Linked DNA regions of Anas platyrhynchos: region 2 is linked to region 1. A link is a contact called in public Hi-C data. All regions are on one chromosome and are shown on one strand. Each heading gives the region's core, a stretch centred on a gene start, on an enhancer-like site or on the middle of the called end of the contact. The rest is flanking DNA. Distances are from core to core; before and after follow the strand shown. Region 1 overlaps CEP43 (centrosomal protein 43). Region 2 overlaps RPS6KA2 (ribosomal protein S6 kinase A2).

What was found. Hi-C and Micro-C count contacts between places; a contact is called where the count stands out from the background.
Region 2: a contact with region 1 is called in a Hi-C map of subcutaneous adipose tissue, with 3 times the contacts expected there. The contact joins two enhancer-like sites. A contact is called at or near these places in 3 of 8 Hi-C or Micro-C datasets (liver, skeletal muscle and subcutaneous adipose tissue).

Annotation. Positions count from the first base shown.
Region 1 is chr3:47,245,105-47,248,164 of IASCAAS_PekinDuck_T2T, reverse strand. It overlaps CEP43 (centrosomal protein 43), which reads left to right. Exons shown (of 12, transcript XM_027454250.3): 7 at 396-613. Among named protein-coding and RNA genes, the nearest start is that of CEP43, 14 kb to the left of the region's middle. Within about 2 kb of position 1,559, at least 3 of the 8 cell types and tissues checked have an H3K27ac peak or open chromatin away from gene starts, as enhancers often do.
Region 2 is chr3:47,332,109-47,335,168 of IASCAAS_PekinDuck_T2T, reverse strand. All of the region lies in intron 2 of RPS6KA2 (ribosomal protein S6 kinase A2), which reads right to left. Among named protein-coding and RNA genes, the nearest start is that of RPS6KA2, 26 kb to the right of the region's middle. Within about 2 kb of position 1,453, at least 3 of the 8 cell types and tissues checked have an H3K27ac peak or open chromatin away from gene starts, as enhancers often do.

The sequences.
Region 1 (3,060 bases), core at 310-2,809:
TCACTTAACTTTCACACTTTAAAAAAAAAAAAAAACAAAAAGTATTCAAAGCTGGAACTTTAGAAGCAGCATGTGCGTAGATTGCCTTTTCTGATGAGTGACATCTTTCAAAATAAGTTGCTCTTATAATAGAGCTCATCTAGATAGAAAAGCTATGCAGAGGGTGGAACAAATTTTTTTTAAAGGCAGCAATGGTAAAAAAAAAAAAAAGAAAAGCTTTTTTCTGTTGTATGATATCTGATTGCAGAGGAGTACTAATAAAATTGAAATAACCAATGTCGGTTGGTATATATTATGCAACTGCTTACAATATTTTAAGAAATAAGTTTGTATGGGTTTTCTTCAAGAGAAATTACTTTTCCTTTCAGTGAAGTCTGTTTTCTTTATCTTTCAAGGTTGCCGAAAGCACTCAAAGTGATACAAGCGTCTCATCAGGGGAAGCAAGCAAAAGAAGCATTCATTTCCTACCTAACGAAACAAAACTAGATCCTCAGTTGCAAAACAAAGACTTAAATACCAAAGAAAAAAGTGACCCAGGTATGGATGAAGATGATGTAGAGGGAGATTCTTTTTTTGACGATCCTATGCCCAAACCAGAAAGAACTTACGGCTGGTAAGTGACTTGGACTCTCTACTTGATTTAGGTTTCTTGTGCTTAATATTCTTGCAGACCTTCAAGAGCTAGTTGATGTTTGATTATTCATACTTTGTAAGTGCAAGTGTTCAGATCTGTTCTGAAGTATTTTTTTTCTGAAATGCACTGTGTCAAGTGTGATCTCTTGAATGTACCTGAGAGAAAAACCTCTATCAATTTAATGTGCATCAGTTAAGCTGTGTAATGTCCCCAGGCTATTACTTCGGTGGAATGAACACATGAGGTACAGACACCAGTGTTTCTTCCTGCAGCAGAGCTGCAGTTGTGACCAGCACTAAAAGACATCAACAATGAGAGGGATGGTGTTTTGGATATCTGTACAAGTTCGCAAGGAGTACAAAACATCTGGTGAATGTGTAAACAGTAAGCATAAGGAAAGCTTTTTCACAGCTGAGGATTTCCTCTTCACACTGCAGCACCTTTTGTGTGCAGATCTGTTTTCAGCAAATTGTTACTCTTCCTGCATATGTCAATTTTGCAGATGTTTATGAAGGGCATTTTTAATTGGTCTACTGTGGCTGTCTGATTACTGAAAAATACCATTTGAAAGAATAGCTAGTGATTGAACTGTGCAACTGTTGTTTTTTTTTTTTTTATAAAACTCTATAGTTTATCTTTTCATTATCACTGCAGAGTTGTGATTCTTTTGGAGCTTAGTTTAACTATATTGAGAAGTGCTAGAAGATTGTTTTATGGTGTTCTTTTGATGTGCTTTAGTAATTGGACAATTTTTCTAACAATTGGAGGATTGTCCTAGCATGGTAGGGGCTACCAGAAGAGGCTGTAGTAACATTTGCAAGTCTGTTTCACAGTAGCCCTCCTCAAGTTCACTTTTTCCCAGGCTACAATGATAGTGGGCAGAACAGTATAAACCTTTTCGTATTTGTGACACAGTGAATACTTACCCTTGAAACAGGATTGTTTGGGTACATCACAAAGTAATCATGCTAGGTTTCTTTTCAAAAGATGAATGGACTGTTTGAGAAAGATTACTGATTCATTTTTAGTTAGAATCATAGAATATCCTGAGCAGAAAGGGCCCCGCAAGGATTGTAAAGTCCAACTCCCGTCTCCACACAGGACCACCCAAAAATAAGACCAGATGTCTGAGCATTGCCAAAACACTTCCTGAACTCTAGCAGGCTCCGTGCCATGCCCACTGCCATGGGGAGCTTGTCCCAGTGCCTGACCACACTCTCGGGGCAGACCCTTTTCCTAACACCCAGACTGACCCTCCCCTGTTGCATCTTTCTGCCATTCCCTTTGGCCATGGGTAATTAGATGTCTACAAAGAGCAGAATTGCTTTTTCTCAAAAAGCAGTGATTTTTTTCTGTGGATAATACTGTGTGTTACAAATAACCCTATGATGGTAGTTCTTTTCTTTTTCTTATTGGAAATAGCAGGATTAAAACTGCATCTTGAGTGCATTTACTGTTCCATATTCAATAACATGGTTAAGTAGCTGTTAACCAAAACCTAACCTTTGTAGCATGTGGTTACATTGCCATTAAGCATGTTTAAATGATAATTTGTAATATTAAAAATCGAATAATTGAACTTAATCTTTAAAATGAACTATTAAAGGAATTCAGTCCTTCAGATATTGAACCAGAGATTGTTATTGAACTAAAATAAAATAGGAATTACTGCAAATTATTATATTTGCAGGTCATGGTAGAAGTGTTTCTTAGGTTATTTGTTGATGCAGTGGCCAGGTGGTAGAAGCACAAAAGACTGAACATCTGGGTAATACCCGTTTCTCATTGTTCAAGCATTTTCATATCACAGGGCAAATTAACTCTGTGGGTATCTTTCTTTAGTGCCTACTAAAAAGAACCATACAAGAAAAAAAGACTATTATTGATTAAAATGAGGATTTTCTTAGTGGAGAAACTTCCTACAGAAAAAACGATTTTCAAATTACATCTGTAGTAGAGTCACAGTCTGACTAATAGATTTTCACTCGCCCTCAGTCTCTGACCTGTTGTTGAAAATTTAAGTGGTAAAATACATGGCATTTTGGTCGTCTAGGTATAATGAACAATTTAAATTATGTTGTTCATTCTTAATAGGAATGCAGTCAGAATAAGAGTTCCAGTAATATTAAATGTGAAAATATCAATCTCATTTTTAATAATAGTCTTTCTTTATTTGTAAGAACTATTTGAACTTGGCACTTTGAATATATGAATGGAATGTGTAATAACCAAGTAAACTTTAACTGACGGTGATGAGATCCATCATGCCGTAACAGAGGGTTTTCATTCTGTGGACTGATTGCTGTTGGGATTAATAGTTTTATTAGACGTAATCTTTTAATTGTAAAACAAGCTGATTTAAATACTGATTTACATTTGAATCTTTCTTCTTTTGTCTGTGTTTATCCATGGGGATAATAAAAGAC
Region 2 (3,060 bases), core at 204-2,703, 87 kb before region 1:
AGGTCACAGCTACACACTGCAATTCAAGGCACTTGCAATTAAAGAGCAAGATAAACACACGTACCACAAATACCAAAACGTGTCATTACAGCCCTGCTTTAGATTGGCCCAAACTGAGCTCTGTGACACCGTTATTAATGCATGCCACCTAGAAAGGTACAGTAACCCAAACAGCATTGAAACCCTGACAGATTTAAACTGATCACTGTATCCAAGCTACCCAGTGCCAGCCTCCCACTGCACCAGTTGCCATGGCCTGCAGCACTGCTGTATCCCTGCAACTGCTTCCAGCACAGTCCTAGAGTTGGTGTGCTGTTTATTTTGTTAGCAAACAACAAGCACTTCTCCTGCACCTTCCATTAAAATGGCAGACTGGGATTGAGAAAGAAACACAGAATGGATCTTTCCTTATCTATAATGCCATAACAGGAGGGGAAATAATATAATAAAGCTAAAATCCTGATCCTTAGAGTAATTTAGGCTGGAAGAGACCTCTAGAGGACACCTAGACCAACATCCTGAGACGAGCAGAAACCACTCCCAAGTTAGACTGGGCTCAGACTGTATCCAGAAGTGGGATGATTATGGTCCAGGGAGCAGGATTTGGTAGATTTTCGATGGGAGAGTTTGTTTTTATTTTGTGTTTTACACTTAGCTTGGATATGGCTGTGCAGAGAATTATGATGGCGTGTTGTAGCTATGTTATTTACTGTCTAAGAAGCACTCAGTGTTATCTCCCACGCTTATACCACATGGAGTTCCTCAGGGTATAAGGATACATGATGCATATCACACAAAGCAGTTTAAAACTTGTTCATACAAAATGTACTTGGTTGCTCTGCTATAATCCATGCTATAGCTTAACTTCAAGGTCAGAAATACTTACTTGTCATACTGAAGTTTCACCCTGCTTCAGTAGTTTGTTTCAGCTCCCCAGAACCTGCTTCCCTATGTCAAGGACATAAGACATCCCAGCAAGCACTAACCAAAAGGCACAGAACCGCATTACTCTCAGCAGCACAAGCATCATATCAATATCCAAAGCGTGACAATAATGTTACCAAGGCTGTGCCAACACGAGAAGACACTAGAGGGATGGCTGCCCGTCTAGCATGACGTGGAAATATGTCCTTGACCACCGTGACCCCACCACCCAGAGAAGGAAGTCACCACAAGCAGCAAGGGACCACACTTCCCAAAACATCAGGCTCCTGAGGACACACCACTCACTACAGCAACAGTTCTGCCAGAGGCCAGAAAGAGGAGTGAGGCACACGTGAGCTGCCCAGTGTCTGAACTGAAAAATTCCCAAGCACCAGAGGCACTGTGACATATTAAAATTAAAGGAACTGAACTCGATAGGAGCAGCTTCGGAAGCCGACTGTAAGGGCTGTGCAGCTACAGTGCAGCTTGAGTTGAGCCGCACTAGATGTCAGCATTGCCTGCAGGATAGCACGGCTGAAGCCAGCCAAGCACATGCTAAAGATGGGTATTTAGGAAGTGCTGCACAGTGCTTCACTCCCAGACAAATGGGGTTCATGTTTGCATAGCACTAACAAGAATAAAATCTGCTCTTTGCTCTCACAGACACGTGCTGAGAAATAGCGTGCTTTGTCCATAAAGTGCATTCTCCCTCAAAGCTGCTCTAGTCTCATAACTAGATGAAAGCAAGGTTTAAAACCAAGTCAGTGTGTGGCCACAAAACAGTGCAGTCCAGTTTCTGTAGGGAAACAAAGAAGCTGGCACACTTTCGATACCTATTTTGGGGGGAACAACATTCCCAGAAAGAACAGAAAATCAGAGGTGTTCACTAAGAAGCAGAGCTGGCAGAGCCTGTTTTTGCACAGATTGATGGCTGCTGTCCCTCAGGCTCCTGTATGCCCCTTCCCCTGTTTGGACAAGGACAGAGGCAGGCCAGGAAGCCTGCTTGCTAACTCATCACATTGCCCTCTGCTGTTTCTTCCCTTGGAAGGGCACCATTCTCAGTCTCATCTCTACTCATTTGCTGACTTAGCCAAAACTTCTGAGAACACATATCCGTCTAAGGTGTGACCCCCCTTTTTCATGTCTGACTGAAGCTGGCCCCAATTACTGTTGGGGCTGTATTATCAGTGCAATCCTAAGCATTGTCTCTCCAGGAATATGCTGAAGATTTATCCAGTGAAAACTTAGTGCTTAGCACAGATTAAATTCAGAATCTATCAGCTGTAGCCTTCAACAGCAAACTGCTGCATAATTGCTTGCTCACAGGCCATTCCATCTCAGCGTACAGGAGCTTCCAGTACAAGTCTGCAAATCAGAATTATTTTTGTCCCCATGGCAACAGACCGCATATGGTCACACTGCAGTCAGAAGATGCGTCTGCCATTTATTTGCTTGATTCAGCCTAGCTAGTCCAGCACAATATAACAATGCAGCCAAAACAGCATGGGTCAGGCTCTTCAGACACTGACAATACACTTAGTAGCTAAAGCTCATGCTGCCATCCCCTAGCTGGTACTGAACCTACCGTCCCACAAATGCAGAGACACCACAGCACGCTACTGAGCAGCACCTGATAAAGAGATGCACATTGTGTTCTCTGAAATAATTTTGGCACTCATTTTTCAAAAGTGTGATACATTAAATCAACTTTAAGAGATACAGGTCATAGATCATATCCTGTCCCTGCCACCCAAAGAGCATCACCTGAATTAATAGACATAGGACTGGATAAGCAACACTTTCCACACCACAGATGGAGGTACCCAACAGGCTTACTGGTTCAATTGGCACTTTGTCTATGGACGCTTCCAGGTTTGACATGATAAAATCCTCGTTGGTTTTAGTAAGAACATGTCTGAATCCCTCTAATCAACCTTATATTAAAATAAATACATTTGCTTAAAACAACACAGATTTAAAAGTCCCATCTACCGATCAAAACAAGAAAGTGCAGTCCAGTGAGACTATTACATCACAGCAATACATGATGAAAGTGGTTTTAAAGCCAGTATCTCCCATGAGCACAGAAACCTGAGTCCCAGAGTACTGCCGCCTTTGAGCTGCCTCAGACTTATT